7 separate regions of the Mus musculus genome follow, and regions 1, 2, 3, 5, 6 and 7 are each linked to region 4. The links are chromatin contacts, called in public Hi-C and promoter capture Hi-C maps. All regions are on one chromosome and are shown on one strand. The core of a region is the stretch at or near the end of the contact, and the rest is flanking DNA. Distances in the headings are between cores, read along the strand shown.

What was found. Promoter capture Hi-C pulls out the DNA fragments that hold promoters and counts their contacts. A called contact is a pair of places that touch in the nucleus more often than the background predicts. Capture Hi-C pulls out chosen DNA fragments and counts their contacts.
Region 1: a promoter capture Hi-C map of pre-B cells shows a contact between it and region 4. The contact joins the promoter of Txndc16 here to the promoter of Cnih1 in region 4. A contact is called at or near these places in 7 of 39 promoter capture datasets (the 3T3-L1 cell line, the C10 cell line, cranial neural crest and 3 more).
Region 2: a contact with region 4 is called in a promoter capture Hi-C map of cranial neural crest. The contact joins the enhancer-like site here to the promoter of Cnih1 in region 4. A contact is called at or near these places in 6 of 39 promoter capture datasets (the 3T3-L1 cell line, 3T3-L1-derived adipocytes, cranial neural crest and 2 more).
Region 3: a Hi-C map of B cells shows a contact between it and region 4, with 5 read pairs. The contact joins the promoter of Tmem260 here to the promoter of Cnih1 in region 4. A contact is called at or near these places in 1 of 39 promoter capture datasets (pre-B cells) and 1 of 484 Hi-C or Micro-C datasets (B cells).
Region 5: a contact with region 4 is called in a promoter capture Hi-C map of adipose tissue, with 8 times the contacts expected there. The contact joins the promoter of Styx here to the promoter of Cnih1 in region 4. A contact is called at or near these places in 13 of 39 promoter capture datasets (3T3-L1-derived adipocytes, the C10 cell line, the HPC-7 cell line and 8 more), 1 of 115 datasets of contacts at active chromatin or transcription factors (astrocytes) and 3 of 9 other capture datasets (adipose tissue, embryonic stem cells and liver).
Region 6: a promoter capture Hi-C map of embryonic stem cells shows a contact between it and region 4, with 2.8 times the contacts expected there. The contact joins the promoter of Ero1a here to the promoter of Cnih1 in region 4. A contact is called at or near these places in 10 of 39 promoter capture datasets (the C10 cell line, the HPC-7 cell line, HPC-7-derived erythroid cells and 6 more), 5 of 115 datasets of contacts at active chromatin or transcription factors (acute myeloid leukemia, astrocytes, embryonic midbrain and 2 more) and 3 of 9 other capture datasets (adipose tissue, embryonic stem cells and liver).
Region 7: a contact with region 4 is called in a promoter capture Hi-C map of pre-B cells, with 7 times the contacts expected there. The contact joins the promoter of Gnpnat1 here to the promoter of Cnih1 in region 4. A contact is called at or near these places in 3 of 39 promoter capture datasets (the 3T3-L1 cell line, hippocampal neurons and pre-B cells) and 2 of 115 datasets of contacts at active chromatin or transcription factors (large pre-B cells and pro-B cells).

What each region holds. Positions count from the first base shown.
Region 1 is chr14:45,217,945-45,221,167 of GRCm38.p6, reverse strand. It overlaps Txndc16 (thioredoxin domain containing 16), which reads left to right and starts at 1,743. Exons shown (of 21, transcript NM_001310534.1): 1 at 1,743-1,951; 2 at 2,119-2,172. Gpr137c (G protein-coupled receptor 137C) reads right to left here and starts at 1,451. Exons shown (of 7, transcript NM_027518.2): 1 at 750-1,451. The coding sequence starts at 1,175.
Region 2 is chr14:45,437,223-45,440,517 of GRCm38.p6, reverse strand. No RefSeq gene overlaps it. Among named protein-coding and RNA genes, the nearest start is that of Gm34250, 8.2 kb to the left of the region's middle. Within about 2 kb of position 1,842, at least 25 of the 459 cell types and tissues checked have an H3K27ac peak or open chromatin away from gene starts, as enhancers often do.
Region 3 is chr14:48,444,822-48,447,806 of GRCm38.p6, reverse strand. It overlaps Tmem260 (transmembrane protein 260), which reads right to left and starts at 1,455. Exons shown (of 16, transcript NM_172600.4): 1 at 1,204-1,455. The coding sequence starts at 1,351.
Region 4 is chr14:46,786,963-46,789,808 of GRCm38.p6, reverse strand. Cnih1 (cornichon family AMPA receptor auxiliary protein 1) reads left to right here and starts at 1,452. Exons shown (of 5, transcript NM_009919.2): 1 at 1,452-1,626. The coding sequence starts at 1,546.
Region 5 is chr14:45,349,836-45,352,985 of GRCm38.p6, reverse strand. It overlaps Styx (serine/threonine/tyrosine interaction protein), which reads right to left and starts at 1,800. Exons shown (of 11, transcript NM_019637.3): 1 at 1,457-1,800. The coding sequence starts at 1,513.
Region 6 is chr14:45,316,897-45,319,833 of GRCm38.p6, reverse strand. It overlaps Ero1a (endoplasmic reticulum oxidoreductase 1 alpha), which reads left to right and starts at 1,262. Exons shown (of 16, transcript NM_015774.3): 1 at 1,262-1,457. The coding sequence starts at 1,344.
Region 7 is chr14:45,387,164-45,390,053 of GRCm38.p6, reverse strand. It overlaps Gnpnat1 (glucosamine-phosphate N-acetyltransferase 1), which reads left to right and starts at 1,258. Exons shown (of 6, transcript NM_019425.2): 1 at 1,258-1,306.

The DNA.
Region 1 (3,223 bases), core at 494-2,993, 1.6 Mb after region 4:
AAAAACACCAAAAAACATAGTTCCGTGGTTTGTTTCTGCAACAGGCACAGGTTAAGCTTGTATCTTCTCTCCTAATTAGCTCTCCCCCAAAGGGCTGTGCTGTAAGAGACCGCCTAAATCGCCAAAGCAAGCAGCAACTGGGACAAACACTAAGGGCTTTATGGAGGTCCTTCGACTGTCCCGCAGCATTGGTTATTGATCGTTCACCCCGTCGGGGAAGCGATCGATCAGAATTTGTGCAAGGTGTATCGAGCCACAGTTAAGGAGATGCGGGGGGGGGGGGGGATATAAGCTTCTAATAAAAGAAACGCAGCAACAATAGCGGAGGAACAGCTCTGCCTGGTGACGTAATGGCTGGCAGCGGTCCAGCTTCAGCAGAGCTGCCTCTACTTCAGCATCCAACCTCCCTCAACCCGGTCCAGCCTCGACAGAGCTACCGGAGCTGCTACTTCTTACGATGCTTCTCTGTGGTCGCCACCAACGCCTTACGTGGAGGTCTGGGACATTGAACAAAGGGTGTCCCACTGCCTTAAGTTGTCGGGGCACGCATACTCTCTCTCTCACACTTCTCCAACCCCCTCAGGCACCGAGTCCATCAGCGGCTTAAGTTGAGGGAGAGGGAAAGACAGGAGTGTCTCAGTGTCCCCAGACTGCCCTCCGGCCACCTCCCCCAGCCCCGACCCCTTCCGTCTCGGCAGGAGTGGATCCCGGCGGCCCCGCTCCCCCGCTCGCCGGTCCTCCCGCCTTACCTCTGCCAGGTAGAGGTTGAGGAGACAGAGCGTGGAGAACTGTAGGCAGGAGGGGAAGCAGTAGAGCAGCCAGTGCGGGAAGAAGTGCAGGCGAGAGGGTGGCCGCAGCAGGGGCAGAGAGCCGCTGAGGGAGAAGGCGGCCGAGAAGAGCGTGGTCCTGAGCGCTGCCCACGCGAGACACAGGAAGAGGCAGAGGCTCTGGTAACTGAGCCGCCGCTCGCGGTACAGGAGCAGCCGCCACAGCTGCAGGTAGGCAAAGGCGAAGAGCGCGGCGTAGAGCAGCGCGTGCAGCACGCTCAGCGCCAGCTGCACCGAACCGGGAACCGCGGCGCCCGAGGCCGCGACGGCGCCCCCGCCGGACGTCGAGGGTTCGCGGCCGGCCGTGGGGACCGCGGCGGCCGCCGGCCCGGACACTGATACCCTCATGAGGGGACGCGAGCAGCGGGGAGGGAGCGCGGGAAGGAAGCGGCCCGAGCGCCCCCCGGACCTCCCGCCCGCCCCAGCCTGCGGCCCCGGGCAGCGCCGTGACAGGAGTCGCAGCCCCGCGCGATGGCCGCGGCTGCCCTCGGGCCCGCCTCCCCTTCCCCCCGGGGGGCTCGGTTCCTCGGGCCGCGGCTCGGCTCCGCAGCAGCAGCAAACAACTCTCGGCTGGAGACAATCAGCTGAGAAACCCGAGCTTTTGAGGCGCTCGCTCCGCACTGTGAGCTGCCGGCGATTGGCCCGGGCGGGCGCGCCCTCCGGGCGCCTCACTCGGAATACCACAGGCCTCAGAGCCTGTCACTCCAGAAGCCTTTGATCTGATTGGCCTTCTGCTTTCTCCTCTTTTACCCCCGCCCCTCTTCCCACCCACGCTGCTGATTGGCCCAGCAACTGCAAGACTTCCTCGCGCCGGCGGGAGGACTCCAGATTCTGTCACCTGGGGCTGTTCTCGCTCCGCCCCCTGACCGTCCATTGGTTGGAGGATCTCTTACGTAAGGAGCACGAGGAGCAGGCGGAGCCTCGGGGGTTGTTTTTTCGCCCAAGAGACTGATTTTGCGGAGGCAGTGCCGGCCGTGGGCGGTGAGCTTCTCAGGTAGGCGTAGTTGCTTTGGGAGCCGCCGTAGGGACCAGCCCCTGCCCCGCCTTCTGTCACCATCTCTACTCTGATGGCGGGACGTGCTGTCCTCAGAGACCTTTCATCTCTGCACGAGAATCTCAGGCAGGTGGGTAGCAGCGCGGGCCTCAAGACTTTGCCTGCAGGATTGCATGCACATCAGCACTCGGCAAACGTCCCTCCAGCCAGGTTGCTTGCTGATTCAGTTCACCTGTTTCTGGGGGCACCAAACGACGCTGGTTTTGATTTCATTTCCCCCCCTTTTCTTTTTCTGAGCTGGAGGAAACACGGGGCGAGGAAAGCGAATGAAGCAAAGCGCGAGCGGAAACTGTAAGTAATCAACCCTTTCTTCTCTTGGGAAGAGGTCCTGAAGGATGGTGGTCCTGGGAACAGATGAACGTTGAGGCCTTCTCCAAGGGGAAGGTGATTCTTCGAAACTTGCAATTTAGAAAGCTCTCTTGGGCGCAGGGGTGGGCAGGGGAGGGGTGGGGGGAGCGCGGAGCAGTAACAATGTGGTGATTGTCCAGAATGGAAGAGTTTGTGTGAGATTCTGCTTGTGTGTTGGAACAAGTGGTGCTATTCTCATCAGAGACTGAGAGATACAAAATAAGAGGTATATTTCTGCTTTAAATAAGTGAGGAACGGTTGTATGTTGGCCACTACATGAAGGTTTTTTTTTTTGTTTTTTGTTTTTTGTGTTTTTTTTGTATTTGGTATTTGGTAGCAAATCAGTCAAAGTAATGCAAGATGAGGAAGGATCCTGTGTTCTCAGAGTGAGCCTCTCATTGCAGATTCAGTGCTTCTGTAGACAGCATATTTACTGGAGCATCCAATATCCAGCCTTTCCTAAATACTCCCTCCTTAAGGTCTGCTTAAGAAGATGGCTGTTTCTCAGTCCTCCACCACCAAGTACATGTTACAAAGGGGCTTAAGATCTGTTCTGTACTTATTCTGGTCCAGTAGTTTGCCAGACACCAGACAGTATTACCATCCACAAGTGTAATCATGCACACACATGTACAATAATGATAAAATGAAAAGAAAGCCCTAAGTCTGTGTTTATTCAGTGGTAGGCTCATCAGGAAGACTATAATGAGGCAGGAGACTCTCCAGCATTTAGATGTTGTCTTTTTCTCATTAGCTGTATGGTGGAGGCTATGTTACAGATGTTTAGCCAGATACACATGTGGATGGTCAGCTTTGACTGAAAGGGAAAGGGGAAGTGCAGGATTGATTTTTGGTTCTTGTTTATAATGTTCTGTCTTCCATGATGTTTTACTCAGCACAGGCTAAGCTCGCTGCAAGGTCTTTATACAGATGCGGATCCTTCAGAGAACTTGAGTACACAGCAGTACAGATCAGCAGCCAGCAGGTCTCGTTC
Region 2 (3,295 bases), core at 593-3,092, 1.3 Mb after region 4:
TGTGAACGACTAGGGTATTTCTATCCCTAAGAAATACAGACTGCAGCATGTGAAGAAAGATGCTGACTTTCAAACAGGTCAGAATATGTATGCGCATGCGCGCTCTATTCTTATTCTTGCAGCGTTTCCATAAACCTGAGGTTTCTACCAAACGGGAAGCTAAAACCAGTGACAGATAAGTTTAGTCTGGCTTGGGGAAAATGGCCGTACTTGACCACGTCTTAGCTTCTGGAGGAGGCAGGGTGCACTTGGTTGCTTCTGGAGAGTTTGACTTTCTTGAGATAGGAGATCGTAATGGAGCCCAGGCTGGCCCCAGCTAGCTCTTACTTCCGTTTCTGCAGTGCTGGAATTAACACGCATGCACCATCACATGCCTTCAATGTGATCATGTTTGCAAACATATTGCCTACACCGTAGCTTCCTCCAAGGTCTAATGGAGGTAGCTCAGTGAACACTAGTCTCTCTCTCTCTCTCTCTCTCTCTCTCTCTCTCTCTCTCTCTCTCTCTCTCTCTCTCTCTCTCTCTCTCTCTCGTGATTATTTTGGAAGCTTAACTCAGGTGACAGTGAGAGTGGGCTAGTCTGAACTCTGAACACGCCTGGCCCACAGGCTGGAGATTCAAGGAAGAGCGGATGCTACGGTGGAGTCCGAGTTCCACAGGGCAGGGTGTCCGTGTTGCAAGTTTGAGTAGGATTCCTTCCACTTCAGAGACCCTCAGACCCTCAGTTCTCCAGTTCTGGCTTTCACTGGACAAGGCCCACCTGACATAAAAGCTTTACTCGGTTTCTACTGACTTAAAAATACTTTCAAAGCAACGCCATGTTTAACCAAACAGCTGAGAGCCTTGGAAAATTAACCCCAGGGGTCCTGATTAAGGCACTGTGGGAAATGAGGCTAACCTTCCAGTCGGCCTTAAGGAAGAGTGAGCGCCAGAGATGAAGCCTATACGAGGCACCCGGGAAATAACCACAGAAACGCATAAAATGTCGTGATTGTAAGCTCTTTACCAAGGGGCTAAGCACTGCAGGACAGAGCAAGTGAGAAGACTCGGAAAAGAACATGGCTACCACAAAGGAGTGGGGTGGACTGAAGGGTAAGGCTTCCCTAAAGAAGAAGGGCAAGGCTCTTCCAGATGAATTCGGTTAATTCTTTTGTCACTTAAAAAAAACAAAACAAGCCGGGTGTGGTGGCGCACGCCTTTAATCCCAGCACTTGGGAGGCAGAGGCAGGTGGATTTCTGAGTTCGAGGCCAGCCTGGTCTACAAAATGAGTTCCAGGACAGCCAGGGCTACACAGAGAAACCCTGTCTCAAAAAACCAAACCAAACCAAACCAAAACAAAACAAAACAAGGGCATAAAGGGGCCTCTCAGCAGGTGACATTGTCTACAGACTTTATGCCCTGCTTGAATGAGCGACCTTAGTTAATAAATCTTTACAACAGAGCCTTCCTACTATAAAGAACCACAGACTTGAAAGCCTGGTTTACAGTTGTCTAATTGTCTTAATTATTTAAACATGTGGGAAACTTTTTGCCTTGAAGATGATTACCACATTAATTCAGTTTTGTTAATATTTTTTTTCCACAATAAAAGTTTTCAGACCTTTGAAATTTTATTGGTGACCTATTATTTTATGGCTTTGCGTGGCTTTCTTGATCGGCAACTTGAGCCCGATTTAAGAAGAGGATCCAACCAACACTGCTAATTAGCAGGAAAGGTACGGGTTGACATTATTCCAGCTTACTTAAGTGCAGCTCTGGGAGATAATGACTCCCAGATGGACAGGAAATTGCCGCTAGAACAGCGGAGTTGGAAGAAGTTGGGCCAGTGATGGAAGCTGCTCACACCCAGAAGAACACGATGCACCTCAAGTGGTGCTTTTAAACTCAATCTTAGAACGACAGGGAATATGCTGGAACCATAAGCCCCTGAATTTTAAGTTGTCAAAATTAACAGCCCTTCCAGAGGAGAGGCAAGACTGTGTAGCATCACGGGAGACATCAGATTATTTTTAAAATCTGAAGCAATGTAATGAGTCAAAGGGGCACACTGAGCAGTCTCATGGCTTACGTGTGCAATGCACAAATGGAAAAAGCCTGTGCTACCCTGTGACTTTTTTGAAAGCGTTCGCTCATTCGCCAGTCATTTATTACGTGTCCTATCATTGCTAAACTTCGTGTCTGCTGTGCGCATGGGGGCGGGGGTGGTACACAGCGCAGAGGTCAGAGGACAACTTTCAAGAGTTGGTTCTCTTCTTGTACCAGGCGGCTTCCAGGGATTGTACTCAGGTCCACAGGCTCGTTGGAAAGTGCTCTTACCTGCTGAGCCATCTCTCCAGCCAGCTGCTAACTCTTAAGAGTCTGCTGAGACTGGGCCTTGGCGCTTACTACCTCAGTGGCCAGTAGGGACAGGTTTCCACTTCGTGTCTTCCAAGTGACAGATCTGGAATCACAGGCAGATTTCGGGGACTTGTTCAACTGCGGAGACCACTTCTGATTGTCAACATTCCTGTGAGAATTGCATTCCCCTCAGCTCTTCTAATGCCATTTTACCTAGCTCCCCTTTCTCTGGTTTCTCTCTGCCCATCGCAACTCAAGGTTAGGATTTCTGGGTCCTCCTTTGATAGACATCTCCATCTCTCCGAGGAGGAGAGTCAATGTCATGACATCACCGGCCACTAGAGACGGAAAAATGTCGTTCAAATCCCTTCTCAGCTCCATCTCTGCCAGCTGCCCAGGGAGGCTGAGATTCCCTGTTTCAGATGTGTCTTGACAGTCTCAAAGGCACCTCAGCCGCACCATCTCAAAGTAGAACTTTGTCTCTCTCTCTCTCTCTCTCTCTCTCTCTCTCTCTCCCCCCCCCCTCACCTCCATGAGCGTTAGAATACACACAGTTCTGGAAGCCCTGCCAGTGACCCCTCCATCACTGTCAGAGCCAACACCACAAATACTTAAGTGGCCACAAAATCACTTCAATCTCCTTTTGAAAAGGTCCCTTGGGCTTGAGGGTGCCCATCCCTCCCTATCCTGTGCCTTAGTTCAAGACCTCGCCCTGACATCTGGATTATCCCTATCTTCTGACTCTGCTACAGTGTGGCTGGCCTCTTCCAGCTGGGCCTTTTCTGAAGTGTAATTGCTTTTACAAGTTCCCAGCCACTGTCAGGTTTAAGTTCTAATACATGGGTAAAAAAATGCTGCACAGAGATGTGGGTGGGTGCAAATATGTGCCTAATACATGCATGACCTCCACTGTGCCTTTCCGGGGAAGATTATATGAAGTTCAGGTGTGGAAACTCT
Region 3 (2,985 bases), core at 206-2,705, 1.7 Mb before region 4:
GTGGAACCGGGAAGAGATGACCTGAAAATGGAGATGGAGGCTTCTCTCCGTGGCAGGCAATCTTGAAGACAGTCCTGGTAATCCCCATCTCAGGGCTTTCTTGCCGTGTAATCCTCTCCCCTTTGAACTGGTCTAGATTTACCGACTCTCTCCAATAAAACAGGGCAGTGGCATATCACTTCCAGGATTAGGTCTCAAAAATGACAGAGGTGACAGAATGCTCTCTTGCTTTTGACAGGAATCAGCTATTTTATGAAGAGAGCCACATGGGATATAGGGCTAGACTTAAGTTTGGAAGTAGATACTCCCTAAACAGGGTCCTGAGAAGTTGCAACCCTGGCCCCCACCTTGTCTTGTGTTAGTGAATCCGGCTAAACTGCACCTAGAGATACTGATCCACAGACAGATGATAAATGCTCCCCCCTGCAGCCACCAAATCCGGGTGAACTTGTCAGGTAGTGAAATTATAAACAGCTCATGGGCTCTTCAGGAAACGGTTTGACTGTTCCATTACAGAACCATTCTGAAAACACGGCTGATTATTATGAGAAATTATTGATCACTTTATCTGGCTGTAAAAACCAAACCAAACCAGGGACTTGTTTCTAGACTCAGATATGTGAAAAGTATGCCCTAGCTTAATCTGTGTGAAACCTGTCTTTCATTTTCACAGGAAGAGGGGTGCTTTCAGTTGCATTCCCTTTTATGAGTTCCCCTCTAAATTTTCTGCATGGCTGGTTCCTTAATATTCAGGTTCTAACTAATACACCTCCAAGGTAGCCTTTCCTGACCTTCTGAGGAATCTACTCATTACCACTCCAACCACATTCTCCCTTAGTGCCTCCGTAACTCACCACTACTTAAAATGTAGTTTATTTAATAACCCGTTGTGTCGTCTCTAAACACAGTAGAACGCTCCATGCTATTTGTTAACTACTGTCAATCTTTTTTTGTCTGTGACACTGTAAGGGCACGACAGGTGATACAGGTAACAACGATCCGGGCAAAGTGGACAGTGGTTAAATTTCATCGGCTGAGCAGCTCGAGAACACAGAGACCAAGATCCAGAACCGGAAAGAGAACTGGTTCTGGAATTCAGAACCGTGCACGGAGCTCCAGCGAGGGGACGCGGGGCCGGGACACCGAGGCGGCGGCACCCGGAGGCAGGGGGGCGGGGAGGAGGGCGGCCTGCGAGTACTTTACCCGAGTCTCCCCCAGGCAGCGAGCGGGGCAGCGTGAGGGTGAACACGGCAGCCACGGAGGCGAACACGGCCACGCTGCCGCGGAGGGCCCCGGAGCGCCACGGCCCCGCTCCGGCTGCCGGGCTCCCGCCGTCGCCATGGAGACCCATGGGCCCGGACGCGCGCAGCTCGCGGACCGTGACCCCTCGCAGCGGTGCGGACCTTCCCTGGCCGAGAGGCGCGCACAGCCCGCGCCGGCTTCCGGTCTAGCAGGGCCGAGCGCACCATACCTTCGCCCGCCAGGTCGGGGAGGAGGAGATGGCGGGCGCACTCCGGCACGGCTTAGGAGTCTTCTGGGGGTCACTGCGCGTGGTACTGTGTCTGCGTCAGTGTGCTTTGAAGTAACGAATCACAAGGGAGCATAATTCCCAACGACATCAATCATGGGCCAGGCCTACTCGCACTATGCAGTCTCTCTCCCCCTTTCCGCACTGACTTGGTCCGTTCCAAAAGAGACGGAAGTGGCGTGGATAACGGTGAGCCAGAAAGCGCTGCTCTGCCCCCTGTGGCGTGGGGTGGAACTGCATAAGAGAGCCCCCTAGAAACCCAACAAGGAAGGGTTCCAACCATGTAGTAAGCCACAAATACATTAATTGCTATTATATTTTTCAGTGGACTCATTGATCGCGGCTATGTATTTATAGAGCCTTGCCTCATTAAAATTAATGTAAATCCATATGCTAATTATTAATTCACTAATTTTAAGATATTAAAATGTGCTAATTAGCCTTTTTTTAACATGAGAACTCAGTAGGTGAGTTGAAATACTTGAGTTAACAAAATTAACTCTTCATGATAAGAGTGTCTCCTACTTAAATGAAGAAGAATGATTTTTGTTTTTTTGTTTTTTTTGCTCTAAAAGTGGAAAATGAAATCAAGAGCCCACATAAATAATGCAAATGGAATGTAGAAAGAGATGGGAGCTACTAGACAATACACAGCACACTGCTGAGAATTGAATCTAGGGCCTCATGCAGGCTAGGCTAGTAAACATTTTAAGCTTGCAGTTTGCATTATTTTAGCAATTATTCAGTCTGGGAAGGGAGCGGGCAACCTCCTTAGAATCTGTGTCAGAATACACGGGAAATGGGCAACATTCACAAATGTGCTATTTGCAGTCTGACAGGAACACTGTGTCCAGGCTGTGAAGTTGATAGGCAGTAATTGTGCCCACCTATCTTAGTCTTTTCCTGGTGTTTATAAAATGCTTTATCATCTGAGCTCCTGGGACACAGGGGTTGGGCAGTGTACTTTCCTTATTGCATGAGAAAACACTATGACCAGTGAAACTTATAGAAGAAGCAGTTTATTTGGGAGAGATTTTCATGGCTGGGAGACATGGTAGCAAGTTCTCCATTGACGTCCATTGAGGAAAATGCTTTTCTTGGTAGCAAGAGATCATGAGAAATACACCTTTCAACTAGACAGCTTGTCCAGGATTATCTTGTATGTATGTGTGTTCATATGTGACAATGTGTGTGTGTGGTGGGGAGGGGAGTTGTCCAAGTCTGTACATGTAGAGACCAGAGGTCAATTTTGGATGTCTTCAACTATAGCTGCCCACCTTGGGTTTTTTTGTTGTTGTTGTTGTTAGTGGTGGTGGTGTTTTTGTTTTTTGTTTTTGACTTGGTTTTGTTTCATTTGGGTTCTTTGTTTTGTTTGTTTGTTTGTTTGTTTGTTTTTTGATAAATTGATTAGCTGGAGCCCATAGAATCCAACTGTCTCCCAGCCAGTTCTGGAGTTA
Region 4 (2,846 bases), core at 203-2,702:
GAGAAAATGCCTTACAGCTGGATATCTCGTGAAGACATTTTCCCCAACTGAAACTCCTTTCTCTGTGATAACTCCAGCTGTGTCAAGTTGACAGAAAACTAGCCAGTACAAGGGGTTACTGCGTTCAGTGAACCAGGAGGCAGATTTAATAAATCTTAGTAGGTGCAGTCTCTGCAGGGAGCAGTCTTCAGGCAGTGAATAGGGTGGGGCTATGGTAGAGATGGAAATCCACACAGACTAGAGAAAGGTTTTGCTATTTCCTTGAGCCTGGGGTGTAGTGGCATTTGCCATTTTCCCATGACTCTGAGGATTTAGTGCCCAAGCCAAATAGCACACATTCTCCCAGACCCTCACTGCCTCAGAGTTTCTTCCACTCACCACCAAACAGTGGATGTGTGCTCACACAATGAATGTAACTTTAAAATAAATGTTAATCCACTAGAGTGATGCAGAATTTAAAGTTCAATTCCTTAGCCATCTTAGCCACCTTGTATCCACAAGTAGCCAGTGGCTGTATTCCACAAGAGCAAATGTCTACCAATGCAGAAAGTCTCAGACAGGCTGGACATAGCCCTCTAAAACATTCTATTCCGTTTGCTCCAGTGAGCACATTTCAACACAAATTTATCGTGTCTTTCTTGCTTAAAAGCCTTGAAGAGTTTTTCTTCCATCATCAGCATCTAGTAGATGATGAACTGGTTTCTCAGATTGCAGCCAGCATTAAAAATAAAACTGTTTTGTAGAAATTTTACTTTGTTTTTGATTTTTTTTTTCACCACCACTACCTTTCTAATCTGTGGTCTTTATGTTACAGGGTTACACTGAGAAAAACAAAATCTTTGAAATCTTGTGATAAGCAATAAAGTTTGAAAAGCCGGGGGTCTGGGTGTAAGCCTGAGCTCCTGAACTGAGCGTATTTTGCTACTCTGTGGTTTGAGGTCTTAGACCTCTGTCACCCAAGTTCCACTAACAGATCCATTGCTGGTTGCACCCAAGACACAACGTTTTCCTTTCCTTTTTCCCTTTCCACCTCTGCCCTTTGCTCATTTGAGCCGATTTCCTGTATCGCCAGCACTCCCTTCTCTTTTCCTGCACTTATCATAGAAGCCTCAGATTAGCTTCCAGGAGGGCCGGGTGACCTTTCATAGCATGCACAAGTACCAGTTTACAGCGTTATAACAACATTGTTTAGTCGCTCGTTCCTGGAAGTAGATTAAATCCTTTCAATACAGGCACTTTTAAAATCTACTTTTGCATTTCAAACACAAGACTAGTCTCTGGAACAAGCTAGACATTCATTTAATGGCTATCCAAAGAGTAAACTACAGAATGAAGGACAAAATCAACTGTGCAGACAACAGAAGAGCCACGCAAACTCCGACCATCAGGGGGTGCTCGCGCGGGCGGCCCTCTGCGCAAGCGCGCCGGGAGGAGGCCGCGGCGGCAGTGGAGGCTGAGGCCGGGGGAAGTGAATGGTTTTACCCAGAGGGCCGTGCGCCGCCTTTCTCCGCTGGCCCCGGCGCGCCCGGCAGCTCCTCCCCGGCCATGGCGTTCACTTTCGCGGCCTTCTGCTATATGCTGGCGCTGCTGCTCACCGCCGCGCTCATCTTCTTCGCCATCTGGCACGTGAGTAGCCGGGGCAGGGGGAAAGAGGGCGAGCGACGGCGCAGCCTCTTGCAGCTCCCGGCCCGGGGCTGCGTGGGGCCCCAGCTGCCGGCGCGCGCCAGGACGTGGCCTGGCTGCTAGGGCCGTGGACGCTGCGCGCTCCCGGGCCGGGGTCCGGAGGGCATGGCGTGCGGGGTCCCGGTGTCCACGCCGCCGCGTGCGGGCCCAGGCCGCGCTCCGCTATTCGCGAGCAGGGCTGGGCGGGGCGGGCAGGCGGGCGGCTCCGTGTCTACGCCGGGCCCGCGCGCACGGCTTGTCCGCGTCCCCCGTCTCGATGGATGCCCAGTGCGCACCGAGCGGTGACTCTCGGCGTGAAGTTTTCCTAATTTTTATCCTTGAATTACCGATTTCCTTTTAAGGCTTCCTCGGAGCACGGCCAAAATCGGATATTATAAGTTACTTTAGCTCCATTTCCAACTCTGCTTTGCAGCACTCGATGGGCGATTTTCTAGTAGAACACGGTGGTTGAGAGACGAGTTCCTGGTGAACTTTGAGGCAGCTTGGATTGATTACTTCGTTGGCCACATCTCCGAGTTTTCCCCTGAAGTCATACTTTGGATCGCGAGAGCTTTTTCAGGAGACAGCCTCCCAAGCCACCTCTGTGGTATGGGCTGCATGATTTAGTAGAGGGAGTTTTAATTTGATTTTGAAAATCCTCAGAAACTTTTGGCTCCTCATATGTCCTTGCAGGGTGGACGTGCATTCTTACTGTGCTCTGTCCCTGGTGACAGTTCTATTGAGACAGACTTTTGAGTGTCTCTACCGCTTAGCACCACTGAAAGAGCTCTCTGGGAGATCAGCAATTCTCAAAAGTTGAGCTCATTTGTTTCTATCCTCCCAGTACTTTCTGGAATAATGGCATAATTTGAATGATGGGGCGAGTTCAACCTCGTGTAAATACTAAGTCAGGTTTCATCACCATCCTGTGCGTGATTAAATGGCAGCAGATTAAATGGTTGCAGAAGTCTCCGAAGTAGGTAGATAGATACCAAGGGTCCTTCTTGCTAAGGAGTGTGATTGTATTTAGAGCCTATTTGCCTGTGGATGGGGAATGCTGGGGTCCGGTGTTCACTTTGTCAGAAATAACTGCTACTTCACACAACGCTCATTAGTTTTAACTAAGATTGGAAGAGCATCTTCTGCTCTTTGGAGGAAGAACAGGAAGATGGATAGCTTTCGAG
Region 5 (3,150 bases), core at 551-3,050, 1.4 Mb after region 4:
ATCCCAAAAGTCCCCCATACCCTCCCCCCCACTCCCGCTTTTTGGCCCTGGCATTCCCCAAACAGATTCTTATTAAAGAAAAAATTTAAAAGTGTTCTGTTAAAACAAAAGTATTAACATTGTGTCTATTTTTATTTATACTTCTATTTTAAATTCTATTTAAAGAATCTTATCTGTCCCCAGAATTTTATTTAGAGATTTTTATTACTTTACATGTATTAGTGTTTTGCTTTTGTGCATGTATGTATATTATGTATGCCTCAACCATCACTACTACAAATAAGAAAGAGAATCCTTCAAATGACAGTAAGTCACTTGGGAGAACAGGGGACATTCCTGGGTACACAAGACCTTGTCTTACAAAGTTCCAGGACAGCCAGGGCTACAAAGAAACCCTTTCTCAAAAACCCACCATCACAACAAAACAAATACAAAAAAGTGATCTGAATCAAATGAAGACATTCAATAGAATTGAGCATTTGGTATAAAGTCTCCATCTCATCTGTAACTGAGACTGGTCTCAAATTTGCTATAGAACCAAGGCTACAGTGACCCCTCCTTTCTCCTTCCACCTCCCAAGTAGAGGGGTTACAAGTGTGCCAGCCAAGAGTAGTCCCAAATACCTTTAAAACACTGAGAGATTAAGGGGTGTACACCTTCAATCCCAGCATTTGGGGTACAGAAGCAGGTGGATCTCTTTGGGTTTCAGGCCAGCCTCGTCTAGTGAGTTCCAGGACAGCCAGGACTTATATCAAACACACAAGCAAAACTCTAGAATCCTTTTTTGATCCTATTAAGTGTCACAGGTAAGAATCCTTGTCACTAATTTTAGCCTCTGGCAAACTCTAACTTAACAGTTTCTGGTACCATAAAATATTTGCAACAGATGTTAGGTAAAGAAAAAAATCAAGGTGGGGTGAAAAGAACCCTTAAATCATAAATTGGGAGAATTTTGCTCTCGATAGTACAGGCAAGATTTGTTACTAAAAATTTTCAAATTCAAAGAAGCTTAGCTTTTCTACTCCCCCCCCCCCCCCGCCCCACGCTAGTCATCGTTTTTTGTGGGTTTTTTGGTAGTGGTGGTGGTTGGTTTTTGACTTGAGTACTATTAGAGGGGTGCAATTCCAGAGTTCACGCCTCCGATCTATTCCACACGTGGGGCTGGCTATGTGTCCCGCATGTGAATCTAACATCAAGCTCAGATTAAAAACAACTCCACAGCGTGTTGCTCTGGTAAGGAAGAGTCTGTGTTCACGAAAAGCCTCAACGCCGAGGCGAGTGGTCAAGAGTACTCTCCGGGTTGGCTCCTCCGATAGGGTCCCGCGGGAGGAGGACCTCACTGACGCCCCTTCACGCCCAAGGGGAAAGGGAAGAGTCTGGGACAGTTGGGCCAGAGGCGCTGCTTGGCCGGAGACCCGGGGGCTGCCCGCGGCAGGGCGGGCCGCCGGGCACTCACCTCGGCGTCGTCTTTGCACTGCGGGAGCGAGGGGAACTCCAGTTTCACGTCCTCCATGGTCCCAGGGCCCCGGTGGGTGGGCGCGGTGCGCCCGGCCGCCCTCCGGGCTGGCAGAGGCGACAAGGGAAGGAGGGCGGGCGGGCGGGCGAGCGGTGGGGGGGCTGACGCGCGGCAGGCTCACAGCAAGCACTCGCGGACCACAGGATCCAAGCGGCTGCGACAGGAAGGCGGAGGGCAGGGCGGTGCGCTGCCGGCCGCCATGCTGCGGCCGTGTCCCTCCCGCAGGTCTCCGCGCCCCTCAGAGAGCCGGGATCCGACCCAGGCACGAGCCCATAACCGTCTCCTCCCGCCCCAGCCCACGCGGCCCAGCCAATCCCAGCCCACGCTCGCCGACGGCCCGCCCCCGCCGCCAGGTGTCAGCGCGCCTCCGCCCCGCCCGTCCGCGAGCGCGCAGACGCGGGGGGAGGAGCTTCCCGCAGGGCGGAGCTGCGGCCGTAGGGGAGGAGCGGTCGGGGCCAAGGCCTTCCCAAATGGGATGGGAGTCCGTCCCTTCAAAGTGTCCTCCACACTCAGAGGAATGCTGCTCGATCCAATCCGTGGGGGAAGTCATAACCAAACAGGAAGAGTTCAGCTTAAATTCATGTTAGACTACGAAAAAAACAAAAACAAAAAACCCCGAGATACCCATCATCTTTAAACAAAGTAGAAAGTGGCCTCTTAGGTATACTCCGGAGTGTTAACAACTCAAATTATCCAGAAAATTTCAAGAAAATGATTCTTAAAAAAAGTCATCAGAAATGTAAATGATAGTTTACTTACTAAATTGTATTCGGTACTCTTTAAGATTTCTCCGAGCCTATTTTTCAACATAAAAGATGATTGTGTGAGGAGCTGGCGTTAGAGTTAATAATTTTTGAAGAATATACCTTCTTCAGGGTCTCGCTATGTACACCAGGCTGGTCCTCAAATTTACAAGAGTTCTGAGATGAAATGATTAAAGGCCTGGTTTGAACTTCTGAACCACCTTTGGTCTCACTGAAGGAATCACTGAAGGCTGCAAAGTGTGTAACTAAGACTATCACTACTTTTCACTGTATTTTAACACTACTTCCTAGAGACCTCAGGACTGTCATTATCAAAAAAAAAAAAAAAAAAAATCCTTTAAAGTGGAAGGACCGCGTGTTTAACTTGGATTTCCTCTTAACTCTTTTCATGTTGTCATATATGTAATGCATGTTCAATATACAGGATAGCTGTTCAAAAATTAGGTGGCTAATTAGATGGTCTATGCTCTCTAGTGTTACATAAACTATTATCCAGCTTTAAGAATTACAAAAGGCACAGAATACCCTGCTAGTAATTTTTAATTAAAAAATAATCCAATGGCAAGTATTGTGGTAAATGCCTTTAATTCCACCACTCAGGAGAGGCAAGAAAATGTCTGTGAGTTGAGACTGGCCTAACCCACACAGTAAGTGTCCCAGGCCAGCCAGGGGTACATAGTGAGACCTTGTCTCAAAAAGAAAGGGGAAGCTGGGCAGTGGTGGCATACCCTTTTAATTCCAGCACTTGGGAGGCAGAGGCAGGCAGATTTCTGAGTTCGAGGCCAGCCTGGTCTACAGAGTGAGTTCCAGGACAGCCAGGGCTACACAGAGAAACCCTGTCTCGAAAAACCAAAGAGAGAGAGAGAGAGA
Region 6 (2,937 bases), core at 13-2,512, 1.5 Mb after region 4:
TTAATCTCAGGTCTAGGGAGGCAGAGGTGAATTGATTTCTGCCTGTTCGAGGCCAGCGTGGTCCACAGTGTAAGTTCCAGACCAGTCAGGAATACACAGTGAGACCCTTCATCAAAATAAAAATGCACTACCCCAAGCTAAACGAGACAACGAAGCCAAGAAAACTGACGACATTGTCAGTTTTATGGAGCCGATGCACCTGTGTACTTCCAAGGCCAAGCTCGGCATTGCAAAGTGAATTGAATGGAAACTTGCTTTTAATCTGGAACAGTGTGAAAAGAACACCAGCAAAAACACCTGTAACAGAGACACTATGATCTGGTTCTAGAAAAGGTAAGTATGAGCTGGAATATAGCTATCGTGAAGACAATATTAGCTTATAAGGCCATATTATCTTACTCTGTGTACAGTGCATGCTATAGATAACAGGCTAAGCAAGGCTTCTCACTGCCTGACTCCAGTTCTTAGCAACAGCTTTCCCCATTTCCACTTATGAAACGAGAGATTGAATAGTCTTTACCACATTGCTCTCTAGCTTGTGAAATATGCCTAATTCGCATAAAATACAGCAAAAAAGGAGTCAATTTTTTATGAACAAATCGGGACTACACATTGAGCTAATATCTTCTCTATGCTAGTTTAATAAAAACATGTTTTTATTATTATATTTAAACATTTATTTATAAAATAGAGCCTAACTCTATAGGGCAGGAAGTATGTAGCTCAAGCTGTCTTTGACATTGAGCAATCCTCTTGCCACAGTCTCTGGAGTGTTGGATTATAGGTGTAAGCCGCGGTGCACAGCCCTTTGGAAACCAATTTCACCTGTTCCCTTTGTAGGATGTAGGAAGGGAAAAACTAGAAAGCCACTGAATCGTGTGTACGGCCGTGCTCCCCGAGATGAACTCCAACATCCTTTTAAAAGGCTTAGGCAGCCAGAGCACGGCGGACACGTAACCCAGGCTCGGGATTTCCTAGTGTTGAGAAAGGATGGGCTGGCTGGCGTGAGCTCCGGGGCGGGGCGGGCAGGACGGCGCAGGCCCCGGGCAGTGTGGCTCGGGGGATACCCCGACCCCGGAAGGACCGCGTCTTTGCGCCGGACGAGCTGCAGGCCAGGTGTACCGGAGGCGGGTGCGTGAGCGGGGCGCGCAGGAAGGCGGCCGCCCGAGGCTCGCGTGGACAGAGGCGCGCGCCGCTGCACGTCCGCAGGGGAGGCGGGAGCGCGGAGGGCGCAGGGCGGAGCGCGGGGCGGGGCCGGCGCAGGCTACTTCAGCGGGCGCGCGGCCTGCGCCGGGGAGCCAAGCACGGCGGCGCGGGTAGAGGGCGGTGGGCGGCGAGCGGCGATGGGCCGCGCCTGGGGCTTGCTCGTTGGACTCCTGGGCGTCGTGTGGCTGCTGCGCTTGGGCCACGGCGAGGAGCGGCGGCCGGAGACAGCGGCACAGCGCTGCTTCTGCCAGGTGAGGCGCGCGGGCGGCCCAGGGGCTGCGCATCTCCGGGCGCCGGCGATCCTGATGCGCGGCCCGCACCGCGTTCCCGATCGCCCCGGGACGGGGCACCCTTCGATGGGCGTGGGCGCCTGGCCAGCTTGTCACACTGCTTCCTTGCATCCTGCCTTGGCTGCTCCGTGTCCACAGGACCGGGGGTTCTGAATGGACCCGGCACCTGGGCACCTCGTGCGAGCGGTGCCGGGGACGTCCCCAGCCTTTCTGTTCCCGATATGGACTCTTGGGGAGACTAGTTGTTCTTTAGGTCTTGTCGTTGTCAAGAGGTTGAATGACCTTGAGGGGCTCTTTGGGTGGCCTGATCTAACTGCCTGGTGTCTTTGCGGCTGTTGTTGTCCTGTGACTTCTCGGCCTGTGTATGGTGCACCTTGCCCCTGAAGCTTATTCTCGTATACTGACACTTCCTTTGCGGAATCCGAGGTAGGCCCTAGCTCTTCTGTATTCAAGTTTGATTATGAGCTGTGATTATTTACTTCTGTAGGAGATGTGGGTTCCGTGAGCAAAACATTCAAAGAATTTTATTTTCTTAGTGTAGCCTGTAAATTTTGTATGAGGCCGTTTAGGCTAGGCGCATTGAAATAACTGTGAATTTCATTTTGCTGTCTTAAGGAAATGCTAACAGCTTGGAAATACCCAGAAGTATCATATTCAGTCGATGTGCTAGTCTCTTAGTGCTTTCTTGTAAAGCCTGGAAGAACTCTCGAATATTAGCGGTTCCCCAGACTTTCTTCTGTTTAAAAGTGTATTAGATCATTTTATTACTGAGATACTTAATATGTAAATTGTATTGTTAAACAGACGTTCACGACCACACCTGGCGCTGGCCAGCACCCTTTCCCCCTCGACTTGTTCATTACTGTTCTTTACGATGTTTAAAATACAGGTTTGTTTTGTGGGTATGTATATTGTACCTGTGAATGTACGCATTGTAGGGGGTGCTTTTAGTCCACAGCTTGCAGGAACCTCTCCCCAACCACCACATGGGACACCGGGATCCACCTCGGGTCCTCAGGCAAATGACCAAGCATTGGCTTTCTTATAGCCCTATAAGCAGTGGCTCTTCTTATAGCCACCTTTTTGGTGGACTTCGATTTCTGAAATTACATCTATAAAAAAATGGAGGGATAGACAGCCAGGTCACTCGTGGGTCTTATTATTTGTGATCAGAAATACGTGTATGCTGCATATGATACTGTAAGATAAGCACTCGAGTGTCAGGAAGAAGGGGTGTTATCTGTTTCATCGCTTTAAACTTTTGGATTTTATTGTTTTGTTGAGTAATTTTGGAGCAGAAGTGAGTTGTTAGAAGTCCAGAAAAAGGCCATTTTTCTATTGATTACAAATTTAAGGTAAACAGTTTCAACATCTAAACACTTGAGATAGGAAGCTTTTAACTAGAGTGTTGAGAAAAGATACTAGGAGTTACACTTTCAAG
Region 7 (2,890 bases), core at 9-2,508, 1.4 Mb after region 4:
GGTCCAGAGTTCAAATCCCAGCAACCACATGGTGGCTCACAACCATCTGTAACAAGAACTGACTCCCTCTTCTGGTGTGTCTGAGGACAGCTACAGTGTACTTACATATAATAAATAAATCTTTAAAAAAAACAAATATTTTAATGAGTTCAGAGATGGAAGTGGTATACGTCTTGGTATATTCAAGACATTTCTTCCTCCTCCCCTATCTATCTATCTATCTATCTATCTATCTATCTATCTATCTATCTAGTGACAGCATTTCTCTACATATTCGGGGCTGTATTTGATCTAATTGTGTAGAACTGTCTTGAACTCACAGAGATGCACAAAGCCTCTGGTCTCTAGTGCTGGAATTAAAGGCATGCACCAAGTACTACACACACACACACACACACACACACACACACTCGCTGTGTGTGTGTGTGTGTGAATGTATGTATGTATGTATGTATATCTCCAAATCTCTGCTTCCTCACTTGTCAGATGACACTAAATGACACTTAAGAGAGAGACACTGGAGGTAGGAACCTTCCCAGGACTGAGATTACAGAACAAGCACAGTATTTGCTGTATACTGTAAGATGCTTTCAGGGCCCTGGCCTCTACCCCACTCTTCACTGCCTGGAGAACGTAGCCACTTCTTGCCCAGAGTAAGCTGAAATGTTCCGGGTGTCATAGGAAGCAAAGGGCTGCAGTGGAAAGCTCAAGAGAGCTCAAGGGTGAGTGGTTCCAGCTCAGTTTCTAGAAGACAGAAGCCCAGCCTTGTCTCAGACATTTGACAATCAGGAGATGTAATCACCAGTCCTGTTAATGGACTGCATGCAAGTGAGGGAGGGGGACGATGGGACTGACAGGGTAGGAGCCTTAGGGCTCGGAGAATGAAAGGAACCCACACCGGTCATCGCGGTAGGCTGCTTATACTCCTATGGCTTTATTTTCAGATAAGGTGTGAGAGCGACGGTGGTACTCTCGTGCAGTGAGCGAAAGGCAAGTCTGGAAGGTAAACTGATGACGCAAGCTTTGCCCCTGGTCTTTGCCCCACGCCCCGCCCCGCCCCGCCCCGCCTCGCCTCCGGAGCCCAGGAGTGGTGTGCGTGGCCGTGCCTCCGCGTGCGCAGCGGTGCGTGAGGGCGGGGCAGGGCAGAGGCGTTGGTCCGGCCACGTTTGGCCTGGCGGTTCCGGCTGCGGCGCGTGGGGGCGCACGGGGGGCGGGGCTGGAGCTGCAGCCGGATCCGGATGCGGCGGCGCTTTGACCCGCAGGGAGACTGACGCGCCGGGACTGGAGCGTGGTCCGCTCCAGTGCGGTGAGGCGGCCTGGGGCTGGGACGCGAGGGCTGGCGGGCTTGGGACCGCAGAGGCTGAGACGCCCTGCCCGGGAGCCGGGCGGCAAAGCTTGATGCCCGGCAGTCTGGCCGGGCAGGGTCTTGGAGGGCCTAGGAGTGTCCGTGGCGTGGGAATGGGGGACGGTCCTCACCTTTTCTGCCGCCGTCCCTATGAAAGGGCGCGAACCCTCGGTTCCCTTTTACGGGTGTAGCGGTCAGAGCCGCTGAAGACAAGCACCGGCTCTGAAGAGCCCCAGCTGCGCAGACTGTATGAAACCTGGGGTGGGGGAACCTAGAACTTGAACCTCTAGAAACACCAACTGTGTGGTTTCTATTATGTGTTAGAGCTAATGTTTATGTAAGGCAAGCATAAAATTTGTTCCTGTAAAAAAATAAATGGGGGTTTGTTTGGGATTAATTAATCCAAGAGTAGGTCTCAGGAAATGGATTCATTAAGGTAGGAATTGTATGATTCAAACAGATTCCATGATGCAAAGATTGTCATCTGTTGACTTTCCTGCAGTAATGCTCTATGGGAAAATGAGAGGATCCTCATTCCAGGCCACTCATTTGTTGATGAGTGTTAACTAACCTTAGGGCTAGTCTTGGAAACTCGGTGCTCCCAACTGTGCAACTAGACTTGGGGCTAATCAGATCGTGTAGATTAAGTACACTAACGGGAAAGACTTCTTGCTTCATGAAATACTACCTTTCATGAAGATACTCGGAGCTGTCTACTTATCTGTCTGTCTACCTGTAACCTATCACAGCGAGTTTGATTTGGCTGCAGATCATGTTTAGAAATGTGTGAATCCTGGTCTTCAATCTTCCTACTTGTTGCTCCGCTGTTTTTCAGGAAGCAGCCGCTCCCCATCTATATCCAGACTCATTCAGAGGCTGGGAAACCAAACTTGAAGTTGGGTGTATGTCTTTTGTCTTCTCACTTGTGGCCATGTGGCAATCTTTTTTTCTACATGACTTTCTGAAATGTGATTTCTAGATAATACCTTACGTCATTCATTATTCATTGACTAGAGGTTCACTGGACTAGGGCTTAGGCAATACTCAAGCATTGTAAACAAATGCTAATTTAGAAGTTAAACCCTACTGGGTAGAGGGGGAGGGGCTTTTAGTTAGAGTTTACAACCAAACTTAGAGAGGAAGTTAGGTGGTGACCTTTAAGTGCTACAGAATGAAGGCTTCTTGTAGTTTTGTTTTGATAAAACAGCCTGTGTAGCAGGGGCTAGCCTTGAACTTGGGTGGGGGGGGGAGTAGTAGAGAGGGGTACCTTAGAACCAGCTTTTTAAAAAAATCTCCATGTTTAATCAACTCCAATAATTAGTTTTAAAGTGTGTGTGTGTTTGAGATAGGTGTGACTGGGTAGCCTGCTGTCCTTGAGTCCCACACAGTCCATGCTTCAGCCTCCCTAGCACTGAATCCAGGTCTTTGCCACCTCACCTGAATTTTTATTAGATTGTAATTAGGCATGACCTCTGTCAGCATCATAAACTGTGTCTTTATGACTAGGAAGAAAGGCTTTTTTTTCCTTTGGATTTTATAAATCTC